2 separate regions of the Pan troglodytes genome follow, and region 2 is linked to region 1. The links are chromatin contacts, called in public Hi-C maps. All regions are on one chromosome and are shown on one strand. The core of a region is the stretch at or near the end of the contact, and the rest is flanking DNA. Distances in the headings are between cores, read along the strand shown.

What was found. Hi-C and Micro-C count contacts between places; a contact is called where the count stands out from the background.
Region 2: a Hi-C map of induced pluripotent stem cells shows a contact between it and region 1, with 2.2 times the contacts expected there. The contact joins two enhancer-like sites. A contact is called at or near these places in 2 of 7 Hi-C or Micro-C datasets (both in induced pluripotent stem cells).

What each region holds. Positions count from the first base shown.
Region 1 is chr10:80,873,501-80,881,103 of NHGRI_mPanTro3-v2.0_pri, reverse strand. All of the region lies in intron 6 of LOC134807489 (a long non-coding RNA gene), which reads left to right. LOC134807490 (a long non-coding RNA gene) reads right to left here. Exons shown (of 4, transcript XR_010148082.1): 2 at 681-751. Among named protein-coding and RNA genes, the nearest start is that of ATXN7L3B, 440 kb to the left of the region's middle. Within about 2 kb of position 3,378, at least 1 of the 24 cell types and tissues checked has an H3K27ac peak or open chromatin away from gene starts, as enhancers often do. A contact at or near this core is called in induced pluripotent stem cells, where this site is marked.
Region 2 is chr10:81,083,854-81,091,456 of NHGRI_mPanTro3-v2.0_pri, reverse strand. It overlaps LOC129136660 (a long non-coding RNA gene), which reads left to right. Exons shown (of 3, transcript XR_008538513.2): 3 at 1-951. Among named protein-coding and RNA genes, the nearest start is that of ATXN7L3B, 230 kb to the left of the region's middle. Within about 2 kb of position 2,951, at least 7 of the 24 cell types and tissues checked have an H3K27ac peak or open chromatin away from gene starts, as enhancers often do. A contact at or near this core is called in induced pluripotent stem cells, where this site is marked.

The DNA of each region.
Region 1 (7,603 bases), core at 2,129-4,628:
ACACATTTTGAAAAGGTAAAGCAATCATCAAAACCAGACAGATATATGACACAGACATTCAAATTATCATACAAGTCATTTAAAATAACTATGGTTAATATGTTAAGGACACTAATGGAAAAACTAGATAACGTGCAAAAATAGATAATATAAGCAGAGAGATAAAAACTCTAAGAAAGAGTCGAAAAGAAATGCTGGAATGAACACTATAACCAAAATAAAGAATGTCTTCAATGAACCTGTCAGAAGATGACATGGCAGAGGAAAGAAACAGTGACATAAAAGAAGGGACAATAGAAACTTCAGAAAATGAAATACAAAGAGAAAAGAGAATGAAAAACAACAAACATCTCAGAGCTGTGGGACAATTTCCAAAGTTATAATATATACATAAGTGGAATGCAAAAGCAAAAAAGTGAGAGAACAAAGTAGAAAAATATATTTGGAAAAATAATGGCTGAAAAATTTTCAAAATTAATGACAAACAACAAACCATAGTTCCACAAAGCTCAGAAAACAATTAGCAGGACAATAACAAAGAAACAAACAAAAACAAGCAAAACAAACTAACCTAAGAATGTTAAAAATAAACAACTGTGGAGAAAAGCGAAGACAAAAGGAATATCATGAAAGAAGCTACAAGAGAAACAAACAAATTAACAAACAAAAATACATCTTACCTATGCAGGAGCATGGGGAAGAATTACATTGCACTTCTATTCATAAATATTCAAGCAAGAAGAGAGTGATGCTAAGAGAAAAAAAAATCACCTAGAATTATATATGCATCAAAATTATTCTTCAAAATAAATAATAAAGATTTCTTTATTTTCTAAACAAAAATTGAAGGAATTTATTGCCACCATGCCATACCTCCCACAGGAAATAATAAACAAAATTATTTGAGCAGAAGGGAACTGATATTTTCTTGGGTCTAAGGAAAGGAAGAGTGTAAGAGAAGGAATAAATGGAGTTTTATTTTTAAGAATAAAAAATCTTATATGTTTCTTATTATCTTGAAGATAATTGCTAGTTTAATGTAATAATAGTAACAATGTATTTGGTGATTATAACACATGGATAAATGAAATGACTGACAACAATATCACAAGGGATGTATAAAGGAATTCAATACATTCTAAGTGTAATGTGTATCCTCAGACATCAGCTAATATCAAATCACATAAAACAATCAATTAAAACCAGAAAGAACAGAAATAGATGGAAGGGAGAGAAACAAAGAAAATGCAAAATTTAGAAAGATTATAAACATGGTAGGTATTAATTATAATATATAATTAGTCAACTTAAATATTACTGGTCTAAGTACACCAATGAAGACATCGTCAAAATGAATGAAAAGAATAAAACCAATTATATGTTGAATACAAAAAAAATGTATCTTAGAGAGAGGTAGAGCAAGATACCTGAATGGAAGAGTTCTCCAATCATCCTCCCCACAGGAACACCAATTTAACAGCTATCTACACAAAAAAGCACCTCCATAGGAATTAAAAAAAGCAGGTGAGTGATCACAGTATCTGATTTTAACTTCATATTGCTGAAAGAGGAACTAAAGAGGTTGGGTAAAAGAGTCTTGAATTGCTGATGCCATCCATCTTCCATTCCTCAGCAGCAGTCACCTGTCTTGAAGAGATAATCTGTACACTTGGTGGAGGGAGAGCACAGCAATTATGGCGCTTTGCATTGGAACACAGTGCTGCCAACACTGAGCAGAGCTCCACTGATGCCCACAGAGGGAGCATTTAGACAAACCAGAGAAGAACTGCCCATCCCAGTGGCTGGAACCTGAGTTTCAGCAAGCCTTGCCACCAAGGGCTAAAGTGCATTGGGGTCCTAAATAAACTTGAACAGCAGTCTAGGACACAAGGACAGCAATTTTTATGCAAGTCCTATTGCTGTACTGGGCTCTAAGTCAGTGGCCTTGGGAGGCACACAGTCTAGTAAGACACAAGCCAGGGTGACTACATCAGTGCTCGCTGCCTATAAGGGAAGGACATGAGCCTAGCTAGCTTTGCCATCTGCTCCATCGCCAACACCAGGCAGCACTGCTTGCATCTCTGAAAGAGACCTCTTCCCTTTGCTTGAGGAGAGGAGATGGGAGAGTAAAGAGGACTTTATCTTGCAACTTGGATACAAGCTCAGCCACAGTAGGATAGGGCACCAAGCAGAGTCATGAGGCCCCCATTCTAGGCCATAGCTACTATACAACATTTCTAGATACACCCTGAGCCAGAAGGGAACCCACTGCCTTGAAGGGAAATCCAGTCCTGGCAGGATTCATCACTTGCTGACTGAAGTCTAAGCTCCGGAAGAATACTCTGGATTACCAGGCAAAGACTCTTTTTCCCTTTCCTTACTCTCTCCCATACAAAAGAGTCTCTCTCTCTCTCTCTCTCTCTCTCTCTCTCTCTCTCTCTCTCTCTCTCTCTCTCTGTCTGCTGAGGTGCCCGGAGCTCTGGGAGGTGTGACACAAGCACCCGTGTGGCTACCACACTTGGAACTGTGCTGCTTCAGACCTGAAGCCAGCACAGCACTGAGTCTCACCCAAGGCTCACTATAACCAATACCTAGCTACCTCCTAGGAGCGCTTAAGGCCCCAGGGCTCTACCGTCTACAGATGGCAAAGTGAGCTCGACTTGTGTCCTTCCCTTCAGACTCTGAATAATCAGCAGCAGTAACCAGGTAGTACATATCATAGGCCTTAGGTATGAATCTTAGATGTGATGGCTTCAGGGGTGACCCAGCACATTCACATCTGTGGTGGCTATAAGCAAAAATTCCTTTTGCTTGAGAAAAGCAAAGGGAAGAGTAAAGGTGACTTTGTCTTTGCAGCTTAGGCACCAGCTCAGCCACGTGGATAGAGTGCCACATGGGCACTTGGGGTCCCAAATTCCAGGCCTTGGTTCTTTGATGTGATTTCTGGACCTACTCTGGGCTAGAGGGGAGCCCACTGCTCTAAAGGGCGAGTTCCAGGCTGGACAGCATTCACCATAAGCTGACTGAGAAGCCCTTGGGCCTTAAGTGAACACTGTGAGCACTGGTGGTTGCCTGGCAGTACCCACTGTGGGCCTGCGGTAATGGTTGACATGGGAAGAGACTCCTCTGCCTGAGGCAAGAGGAAGAAAGAGTGGGAAAAACTTGTTCTTCTCTGGGTGCCATCTCAGCAGAAGTGGAAAAAAGGTAGATTTCTAAGATTTCTGACTCCAGGCCCCGGCTCCTGGGTGAAATCTTTGATCTCATCCCGGGACTGAGGGAACTTACTGCCCTGAAGGGAAGGACACAAGTTGAGCTAGCTTTGCCATCCGTAGACGGTAGAGCCCTGGGGCCTTAAGCACTCCTAGGAGGTAGCTAGGTATTGGTTATAGTGAGCCTTGGGTGAGACCCAGTGCTGTTCTGGCTTCAGGTCTGATGCAGTACAGTTCCAAGTGTGGTAGCCACACGGGTGCTTGTGTCACACCTCCCAGAGCTCCGGGCACCTCAGCAGACAGAAAGAGAGAGAGAGAGAGACTCTTTTGTTTGGGAGAGAGTAAGAAAAGGGAAAAAGGGTCTTTGCCTGGTAATCCAGAGTATTCTTCTGGAGCTTGTCCAAGACCATTAAGACCATACCTATATAAGTCTGCATGAACCAAAGTGTTACTGGGCTTGGGGCGCCCCCTAATGCAGATACAGCTGCAGTGACCAAAAACTTAGATCACAACATCTAAGTCTCTTCCAATACCTGGAAAGCCATACCAACAACAGGCATAAACATGCCCAGACTGTGAAGACTACAATACAGACCTAACTTTACAATGCCTGGATATCAACAAATATCCACAAGCATCAAGATCATCCAGGAAAACATGACCTCACCAAATGAACTAAATAAGGCACCAGGGACCAATCTCAGAGAGACAGAGATATGGGACTTCTCAGACAGAGAACTCAAAATGGCTATTTTGAAGAAACTCAAAGAAATTTAAGATAACACAGAGAAGTGATTCAAAGTCCTATCAGATAAATGTAACAAATAAACTTAAATAATTAAAAAGAATCAATAATAAATTCTGGAGTTGAAAAATGCAGTTGACATACTGAAGGATACAGCAGGGTCCCTTAATATCAGAATTACTCAAGGAGAGGGAAGAATTAGTGAGCTTAAAGACAGGCTATTTGAAAATACAGTCAGAGGAGACAAAGGAAAGAAGAGAAAGATCTAAATCTAAGTACAAGAAGGTTATAGAACACCAAGCCGATTTAACCCAAAGAAGACTACCTCAAGGCATGTAATAATAAAACTCCCAAAGGTCAAGATTAAAGAAAGAATTCTAAAAGCAGCAAGAGGAAAGAAACAAATAAAAGCAGACTTTCCAGTGGAAACCTTACAGGTCAGTAGAGAGTGACATGACATGTTTAAAGTGCTGAAGGAAAATAACTTTTACCCTTTGGGCTTCTCCTACCCTTAAGTCAACAAAGAAGGGAGTTACAGTGTTGGCTGGGGTGATTGACCACACTATCAAGATGAAATCAGTCTATGATTCCACAATAAAGGTATGGAAGACTATTCATGGAATACAGGAGATCCCTTGGGGTGTCTCTTAGTATTGCCATGCCCTGTGGTTAAGATCAATGGGGAACTACAACAGCTCAGTCCAGGCAGGGCTATAAATGACCCAGGCCCTTCAAGAATGAAGGTTTAGGTCACTCTACCAGGAAAAAAACCCACAACCTGCTGAGGTGCTTGCTGAAGAAAAAGGGAATACAGAAGGGGTAGTAGAGGAAGGTAGTCATCAATACTAGCTATGACCACATGACCAAATGCAGAAATGGGGACTGTAATTGTCATGAGTATTTCCTCCTTCTTTTGTTAAAAACATGTTTGTGCATGTATACACTTGTACTAAGAAAATACCTCATTGTATTTCCTTTTTCCTTCATCAGGTGACATAAGATTTATTGACTTCATATCAGCATTTAAGTGTTATTAACTCTATGTAATAGCATTTGGCTTGGGGATTGGTGCATTTCCATTTGTACAAAGGATAGTTGTATTACATTAGGCATAATTTTGACCTTATTATTGTCTTTATTTGAAGATTATGTCCGATCTCAGGAGATGTGTATGGGTTCAAGTTGACAAGGGGTTGACTTGTGACGATTAATGCTGCCTGTCAACTTAATTGGATTGAAGGATGCACAGTATTGATCCTGGGTGTGTCTGTGAGGGTGTTGCCAAAGGAGATTAACATTTGAGTCAGTGGGCTAGGAAAGGCAGACCCACCCTTAATCTGGGTGGGCATAATCAGCTGCCAGCAAGGCTAGAATATAAAGCAGGCAGAAGAACGTGAAAAAACTAGACTGGCTTAGCCTTCCAGGCTACATATTTTCCCCTGTGCTGGATGCTTCCTGCCCTCAAACATTGTACTTCAAGTTCTTCAGCTTTGGGACTCAGACTGGTTTCCTTGCTCCTCAGCTTGCAGATGACCTATTGTTTGACCTTGTGATCATGTGAGTTGAATACTCCTTAATAAACTCTCTCTCTATGTATATATGTTAGTTCTCTTTCTCTAAAAAACTCTAATATATGAGGTATTTTATTTTTTGTGTGGCAATTGTGAATGGGATTGCATTCCTTCAGTTTGACTGTTGGTTTATAGGAGTGCCAATAATTTTTGCACGTTAATTTTTTATCCTGAGAGTTTGTTTTAGTTGTTTATCAGCTTAAGGACCTTTTGGGCTGAGACTATAGGATTTTCTAAATATAGGGTCATGTCATCTGCAAACTGGGATAGCTTGACTTCCTCCCTTTCTATTTGGGTGCTCTTTATTTTATTCTGATTGTTGTTGTATTCTGTCTTGCCTAATTTTTCTGGCCAGGGCTTCTAATACTATGATGAATAGAAGTTGTGAGAGAGGGCATCCTTGTTTTGTGCTGGTTTTCAAGGGGAATGCTTCCAGCTTTTGTCCTTCAGTATGTTGGCTGTGGGTGTGTCATAGATGGCTCTTATGATTTTGAGGTATGTTCTTTTAATAACTAGCTTATTGAGAGTTTTTAACATGAAGCAGTGTTGAATTTCATTGAAAGCATTTTGTGCATCTATTGAAATAATCATGTGGATTTTTTCTTTAGTTTTATGTGATAAATCACATTTGCTGATTTGCACATGTTAAACTAACCCTGTATCGAAGGGTTAAAGTCTACGTAGTTGTGGTGGATTAGCTTCATGATGTGCTGCTGGTTTCAGTTTGCAAGCATTTTGTTGAGGATTTTTTGCATCAGTGTTCATCAAAAATATTGGCATGAAATTTTTGTTGTTGTTGTTGTGTCTCTGCCAGACTTTGGTATCAGTATGATGCTGGCCTCATAGGATGAGCTGAGGAGTAGTCTCTGCTCATCAATTTTTTGGAATAGATTTCATAGAAAAGGGACCAGCTCTTCTTCATATATCTGCTAGAATTCAGCTATGAATCCTGCTTGTCCTAGGCCTTTTTTGGTAGGCTATTTTTTACTGATTCAATTTCAGAGCTTGTTACTGGTCTGCAGAGGGAGTTAATTTTTTCCTTGCACCAAATTATTTTAAGAGTCATTCACTGAGAACTGGCAATTGTTTCAGGAAGGTTGTATATCTTAAATAGTAAAACTTTAGCCATTTGGCACGGTGCCTGAAATTTTAGCACTACATATTATAATTCATTAAAATATTTTACCAATGCCCTAAATATGTAATTTAATATTTATTTATTCATTAAATATTTGATATTCTAATAGTATGTATCGCACTTGTGTTAATAACCATTATTATGAGTTCATCTTAAATGGCACTTTATCATCAGTATAAGGTATTTTTTGAGAGACTATAGGTGCATCACTGAATAATTTAAGGATTATGACTTTAGTACAGTCATTATTGTCCAGTAGGCCCTTGATAAACAAGGGATTAAAGAAACCATAGGAGCTGTCAAAAATATATTCCTAATTTAAATAAATTTACACCAGTGGGTGCTGTTTTACCAGTGTTCATACTAATAATACATAAGTTATAAACTTTAAATGAAGCTTTGGTTTTCTAGATGGTTGTCTGTGGGATTTTATTTTATTTCTTCTATTACAGTAAGAAAATTTGATTGCAAAGTATTTTCGAAGTAAGTTGCAGGTGAATCTTACTAGGATTTAAACAACATATAAATGTTATGTCAATCATTTCCCTATCTAGCAAGTTATTTTTTCATCTCCAGTCTACACAAATGTTTCCACATTATTTTCTAAGCTTTTTTGAGGCCCAAGATTTTTGAATATTAGAGATGAAACAAAAAAGACCATCTGAAGTCCTACTTATAAACACTTCTCTATTATGTAACAGAATAGGAGGACATTGTTTATTAGGTTGGTGCAAACATAATTGCAGTTTTGCATTGCTGGAATTTGCCATTTGATATTGGAATATATTCTTAAATAAAAGTTATGTTATACATCATTTTAATGCACATTTTCACTTTTGTTTGCTAATGACTTATTACTTGCTCTTTATTTTATATTTATTTTAGACTATGGAAATAATGTTAGACAAAAAGCAAATTCAAGTGATTTTCTTATTTGTGT
Region 2 (7,603 bases), core at 1,702-4,201, 210 kb before region 1:
TTTCTTGATTTGGCCTGTATGGTCACAGCCAGATTGGTAGCAATGACAACTTGTTGCTGACCATCTGGCCATGAATTAAATCCCTGCTGGCAAGGGAGAATTTTGGGTCTAGAAAGTACAGCAGGGTTAAGCTTAATGTCAAAAAGTCTGGCAAACGAATGGTAGCCAGCTTCTGATGCTGTGAACAACTGGCCCATTTCATAATGTATTCATACTACTTTTTTTTTCAGTAGTCTTTAATTATATACTTTAATTAGGAACATTAGAGCTTTCTAGCAATAGGTACTTCTCTTATTATTAAGAATAGCATATCGTATACAGGATATTCTTTGTTCCTTGGTAAACATTGCTTATGTTGTCTACATGTCAAAATGTTTATCTCAGCCATTTCGAATGGTGGGGCACATTATTTAAAATCAAGAAATACCAAGTATCTTTAAACTTGAGATATTTCCCTGTTATGCACATTTTAAATTTAAAATGTTCCATTCAAATGTAAAAAGAAATGTGTCAAAATTTGGTAATTGGTATTTTCAATAAATGCCATAATTTTCTATTCTTTTAGAGATCCTGTTATTAAATTAGTCCATCAAAGCATATTTATGACTTATTTATATTGTCTATTCTCAAATTGACACAGATGCAGACTTGAACCCTTTCTCATACAACATTACTTTCTGGACATATTTGATAAATGATTTTATAAATAAAAATTTTAAAGTGTCCACTAAATTTTTAGTAATCTAGGATGGAAACCAGAATATTCTATGGGTGGGGTTAGTGATTAGAATATTACTTTTACTTCTACTCCTTAAAGCTCCTATTCTGAATAAGATGCTGCTTGTCACTTTCCATTTTTGTATCAGCCTGTTGACTTTACAATCTGAAAGCTCTTGATCTTTAATGATCTGTAGCACATCTGTATGCATAATACTGTCTTCCAAACTCCTCAAAAATACAAAAACATTAGGCACGTATCACAGAGCTCTTTTAATACATTTTCTACGCAACAATGCTTTTCCCAAATGCAACCCTTTTTTGCATAAAAAATAAGATTGTACTGTGTGGAGATAATCAGGTAGTTATGCTGAACTAATGAGCTTTTCTTTTTCTGACAGTACTCTGATACAGTAATTGGAGAACTTAGTTATTCCTTAGATTCAGGAATGATGAGTTCTCTACCTTTGGTTATCATGAAAGATTTCCTTATACTAGAATATCCTGGTCAGGTAAGTGCATTAACAAAGCAACACTCCAATCCATTGATAACATTATATGAAATAATAGGCTGTCTATTCATTTACATAAAATCATTCATTAAAACTGAGATACTTTGCATATAATATAAATTAATTGTGCCCACTTGCCAATGTTATTTTTATTAAATAAATGGATCCGAAACTATGTGTTATTTTTCTTCATTATTATATAAAACAAAATCTTTAAAAAGTGGTCACCGGGAAATGATAATACCAGTTAGGATAACTTAACTTTGTTTAGAGGAAATATTTCTTCTAACTTGAAAACACATTTTACGAGTTATATTTTCACAATTTTAGACATTCTGCCTCTCATTCTGTTTGTCTCAGGTCCTGATTATCTTTCAGAATTTAGTCTTGATGCTCTATGACCATATACATGCTCTTTCTGCACTCTAAAAATAATATTCAATACAAAATACAAAATAGGATATCAAGGGCCTACAAAATTCATTTAGACTAGTAGCATATTTTTTTTTAGCACATGTGGGCAACATTCTTATGAAAAGATGTTTTATTGTTTCCCCAATAGGACAAAGAAGCTAGTGAGAAAGTGGCAAATCCTCCATGTTTGGCTATTTTACTTTCAAGCTCTGGCCAGTTTCTTACACTGTTGTGGCAATAGCCTTTGGTTTCCTATTTCTTTTCCTTTCTGATGCTCCCTTCTTTTCATAGTTTGCTGTATTCATGGTTGAGGAAATGAAAGCTTCCATACTGCAATGAAGTTAGTTTCTTGCATGTACCCGACATAAGAAAGGCAAGTAAATGACTACTTTTTAAGATAAGCATGTCTTACCTCCGAATCTATGTTTAGAGATTTTAAAAGTATGGTATTACTTTTTAAATATTTCTAAGACAAGCATACTTGAAAAAATGTTATGCCTTTTTCTAATTCCCTTCCTTTTCTGGCTTGTTTGAGGGAACCCAGACTATAAAACAAAGCCGATGAGAAGCCAAGAAAAGACATGATTAAATTAAAGCAAAATAATGAAAGAACAGAGTCACTTACATATTCAGCAAAAGCCAGCAAAATATATATATATATGAACAAAAGAAGAGAGGGGAAAAAAGGAAGGGAGGGAGGAAGGAAGGAAGGAAGAAGGAAGGAAAAGAAGGAGGGAAGGAAGGAAGAAAAGGAAGGAAGGAAGGAAATGTTCTCAAACTAAAATGTGTTTTCTGCGAGCTGAGTGAGCAAAACAGAGATTTCTTGCAGCTGTTACATTTGCTCTTAGAGCTGAAGTGGTAAATCAACTCAAGATGATCTGTCAGCCAATCAAGAAATCTTTACGTTTTGGCTGGGTCTTTAGTACAGAGATCTGGGTGGTCACAGGTTGCTTTCCTGTAGGATAATGTTTAATGTACTGTACAGCACATCCTTGAAAACTGGCCAAGACTAACATGGACTTGGCAGACACTTTCTGCAGCTCTGGGTGCCAACAGATGTCTTTGCTAGGTGAAAACAAATAAGAACCAAAATTCTTCCCAGCCTGCTGAAATAAAAGGTTCCTGGGAATTGCTGAGTGTTAAATTGCTGTCCTAAAACCTTTCATTTTGTGCTCTTGTTCTGAGTTGTGTTTTTGTTGCAATTGGCTCCCGGCCTAGGAACTTGGTGTGCTCTGCTGGGTTAACCATGATAAGCAGCTGGTGTGAGGGACCACGAGCTGATTCCACAGTGGCTCAGTGGAGTTCAGGATTACCTCTACCACAAGAGGGTAGTATAAATCTTTGAAAGGCAGAGGTGATATTGTGATCCCATCCCCAATCACTCTTCTCTTTTAACCTGGTCTCTGGCTCTGACTGTTTTACTTTTCCCCTTTCTCTAGAAACTCATACAACTGCCATTCTGCAAGCTTACATTGCTGTGGCACTTTATTAGCTTCAAAACTGTCAAAAAACAATCAGTGTGACTGTCTGCTGTCTGCAGGGGAGGGGGATATTCAACAGTTAGAATCTATATTCATATACTGGTAAACATTTTGAAACTGTCCCCTTAGGACCCATGAATAAGACTATGGAATGTTTTCTTAGTATTCAATGTCTATGTAATAGAAGGAAAAGGGATTAGCTGGAGGCGAATATGCATTCACAAATATTTGTTATTGAAAATTGCAAGAAAACTTGCTCATTCATTTATAAGTATTTTATTGAGATTTTTATTAAACCTCCACTACATACTACACACTAAGGATACAGCAGTAGGCTAGAGAGACCACCCTGCTCTCATGGAGCTTGCACATGAGTGTGAAAGACAAATACCAAGTGAGTTTACAAACAGTTATAAAAGTCTGGTGGTGGTAAGTGTGAAGAAGGAATATGAATCAGGATAAAGAGATGTAGGGAAAAGGGCAGCGTGATTTAGATAAGGTGGGTGAGTAAAGTTCTTAATCAAATACACAGGTGAGTACATATAAATTGAGTGGTATTTATCCATTCATTTAACATGTATTTACTGACTACCTAATATATATAATTTATGTCAGATGTTCTATTTAGCATTTAGTCAATATTATTTACATTCTTCAGGTATCAATTATTGCCACTCTTGCATAGCATAGATTTCAAGATATAATGTTTTGATATTAAACATCTGTGTTTGCATCTTACTGTCATGTGACCTCTGGTAATTTTAAAAATACTTTTCTGATATATAAAATAATATGTACCATAGAGTTGTCAGGCATATTAATGACATAGCAAGGGAGAAGGGCCAAGCATAATCACTTGAAGCACAGTTTATACCTATCAAATGTCAGTTATTGAAATTCTTAAAATCAATGCATAGCCATATCTTTCAAGTTAAAAATATTAACAGTATAATCATGGGACCCTTTCCGTCCTTAAAAATCTTCCATAATTTAATGGTACCATGTTCAAAATGAACAGTTACAGACTGGAACAGAAAAAAAAAAGAAAACTGCCATTGCTTTTCTACAAATGAAAACAAGTTAACTCATAAGCCCCAATTTTCAAAATATTATTCGTTCAAGGTAAATCAACTACAGATGGTCTCTGACTTACCATGGTTCAGCTTACGATTGTTTAATTTTACAATGGTGAGAAAACAATATGCATTCAGTAGAAACTGTACTTCAAATTTTGAATTGTGATATATTCCCAAGCTGACAATATGTTGTATGATACAATACTCCCTTCTAGTTCTGGGCAGCCAGTGAGCCAAAGCTCCCAGATGGCCAAGAGATCACGATGGTGAACAACTGATAATCTACAGTGTGCTGTGCTGGAAAGTATTTTTTGTTGTGTTTTTTTTTTTTTTTTCTGTGAGATGGGGTCTCACTATGTTTTCCAGGCTGGTCTCAAACTCCTGGGCTGAAACACTCCTTTCCTCAGCCTCATAAATAGCTGGATTACAGGCGTGAGCCTCTGCACCTGGCCAGAAAATGTCTTCAATCATAGATTGCAGAGCTCCACCGCCAGAGTTTGTGATTCAGGAGGTCCTGGGTGGAGCCTGATAACTTGAGTTTCTAACAAGTTTCCAGGTGATGCTGACGCTGCTTGTCCATGGACCACTCACCCAGATAAATCGTTATTTTCTTTTGGGCTTGAAAATCATTTTGCTACATTTTTCCTTCTTTGTATTTTATAACATAAAACGGATCTCTCAGTATTTCAAAATCAGCTCTTAGTATTTCAAGTCTAATTTTGCTAGGCTTCCTTTTAGGATTTTTATAGCTTTATGTCTTACATTTAAGTCTTTAATTCATCTTGAGTTAATTTTTGTATATGGTGAGAGATAGGGGTTCCAGTTTTATTCTTCTACATACAGCTTGCCAGTTTTCCCAGCACTGTTTATTGAATAGGATGTCCTTTCTCCAGTGTATGTTTTTGTCAACTTTGCCAAAGATCAGTTGCTTGCAGGCATGTGGCTTTATTTCTGACTTCTCTATTCTGTTCTGTTGATCTGTATATCTATTTGTATACCAGTATCATGCTCTTTTGTTTACTATAGCCTTGCAATATAATTTGAAGTCAGATAATGTGATGCCTCCAGCTTTGTTCCTTTTGTTTAGGGTTGTTTTGGCTATTCAGGCTGTTTTTTGGTTCCATTTAAATTTTTAGGGTTGGTTGTTTCTAATTCTGTGAAAAATGACATTGATAATTTGATAGGAGTGGCATTGAATTTGAGGATTACTTTTGGTAGTATGGTCCTTTTGATGATGTTAACTTTTCCAATTCATGAGCATGGGGTGTTTTTCCATTTGTTTGTGTCATCTCTGATTTCTTTAATCAGTGTTTTATAGCTCTCCTTGTAGAGATCTTTCATCTCCTTGCTTAAATGTATTCCTAGGGTTTTTTTTTTTTTTTGTAGCTATTGTAAATGGGATTGAGTTCTTGATTTTTTTCACAGCTTGATCATTATTGGTGTATAGAAATGCTATGGATTTTTGTACGTTGGTTTTGTATGCTGAAACTTTGCTGAAGTCATTTATTAAATGCAATATTCTTTTTGAGGAATCTTTAGAGTTTTCTAGGTATAAGATGATATCATCAATGAATAAAGATAATTTGAATTTCTCTTTTCCAATCTAAATACTTTCTGTTTCTTTCTCTTGCCTGATTGCTCTAGCTGGGACTTCCAGTACCAGGTTGAATAGGAGTGGTGAAAGTAGGTATTCCTATCTTGTTCTGGTTCTTAGGGGAATGATTTCAAATTTTGCCTGTTCAGAATGATGTTGGATGTGAGTTTGTCATAGATGGCTTTTATTATTTTGAAGTATGTTTGTTCAATGCCTCCTTTTTGGGGATTTTTGTCATGCAGAGATACTGGATTTTATTGAATGCTTTCTCTGCATCTATTGAGATAATCATACAGCTTTTGTTTTTAATTCTATTTATGTGGTGAATCACATTTATTGATCTGTATATTTTGAAGTATCTTTCCATTGCTGGAATAAAACTTTGCTGTATTATCTTTCTGATGTACTGTTGGATTCAATTTGCTAGTTTTTTGTTGAGGATTTTTGCATCTATGTTTATCATGATATTGGTCTCTGGTTTTCTTTTTTGTTGTATCATTGCCTGGCTTTGGGATCAGGGTAATGCTGGCTTCATAGAATCAGATAAGGAGAATTCCCTCCTCCTCGATTTTTTGGAACAGTTTCAGTAAGATTAATACAATTGGCCTAGGTAAAGAATTTATGACAAAGTTCTCAAAAGCGAACACAACAGAAACAAAAATAGACAAATGGGACTTCATTAACTAAAAAGCTTCTGCACAGCAAAAGAAATAGTAATAAACAGAAAATCTACAGAATGGAAGAAAATATTTGAAAACTATTCATTAGACAATTCTGGCTAATATCCAGAACTATAAGGAACTCAAACAACACAACAAGAAAATTCAAATGACTCCACTAAAAAGTGGGCAAAGAACATGAAACAGACATTTTTTTAAAAAAACATACAAGTGGCAACAAACATATGAAAAAATGTTCAATATCACTAATCATCAGAGAAATGCAAATTAAAACCACATTAAGATACTGTCTTACACCAGTCAGAATGGCTATTATTTAAAAATTAAAAACAACAGATGTTGGTGAGGATGTGGAGAAAAGGGAACATTTACACATTATTGGTAGGAATATAAATTAGTTCAACCTCTGTAGAAAACAGAATGGAGATATCTCAAAGAACTAAAAATAGAACTACTGAGTATCTACCCAGAGGAAAAGAAATCAATATATGAAGTGACACCTGCACTCATATCTTTATTGCAACACTATTCACAAAAGCAAAGACATGGAACCAACCTAAGTAAGTGTCAATTAATGAATGATTGAATAAAGAAAATGTGGTGTGTATACATACACACACTGAATATGTTATATTATATATATACTGAATGTGATATATATGCATATTTATATGCATACGCATATATATATAGAGAGAGACACACACACACTGTGGAATACTACTCAGCCATAAAAAGAATGACATCATGTCTTTTGCAACAACATAGATGGAACTAGAGGCCATTATGTTAAGTGAAATAACTCAGAAACAGAAAGTGAAATACAGTACATTTTCTTAAAGTGTGTGCTAGACAATGTCTATATATGAATATACAGAGTGGAATAATAGACACTGGAGACTCCAAAAGGTGAGAGATAGGGCAAGGGATGAGAAATTATCTATTGGGTACAATTTACACTATTTGGGTAATGGTTACACTAACAGCCCAGATTCCAGCACTATGCAATATAGGTAGGTCTTTTAGAATTTTAAGAAAACGTTTTATCTTTCACCAAAGCTTAGTTTTTTTTTGTTTTTGTTTTTGTTTTGTTTTGTTTTTTTTGAGACGAGTCTCACTCAGCTGTCAC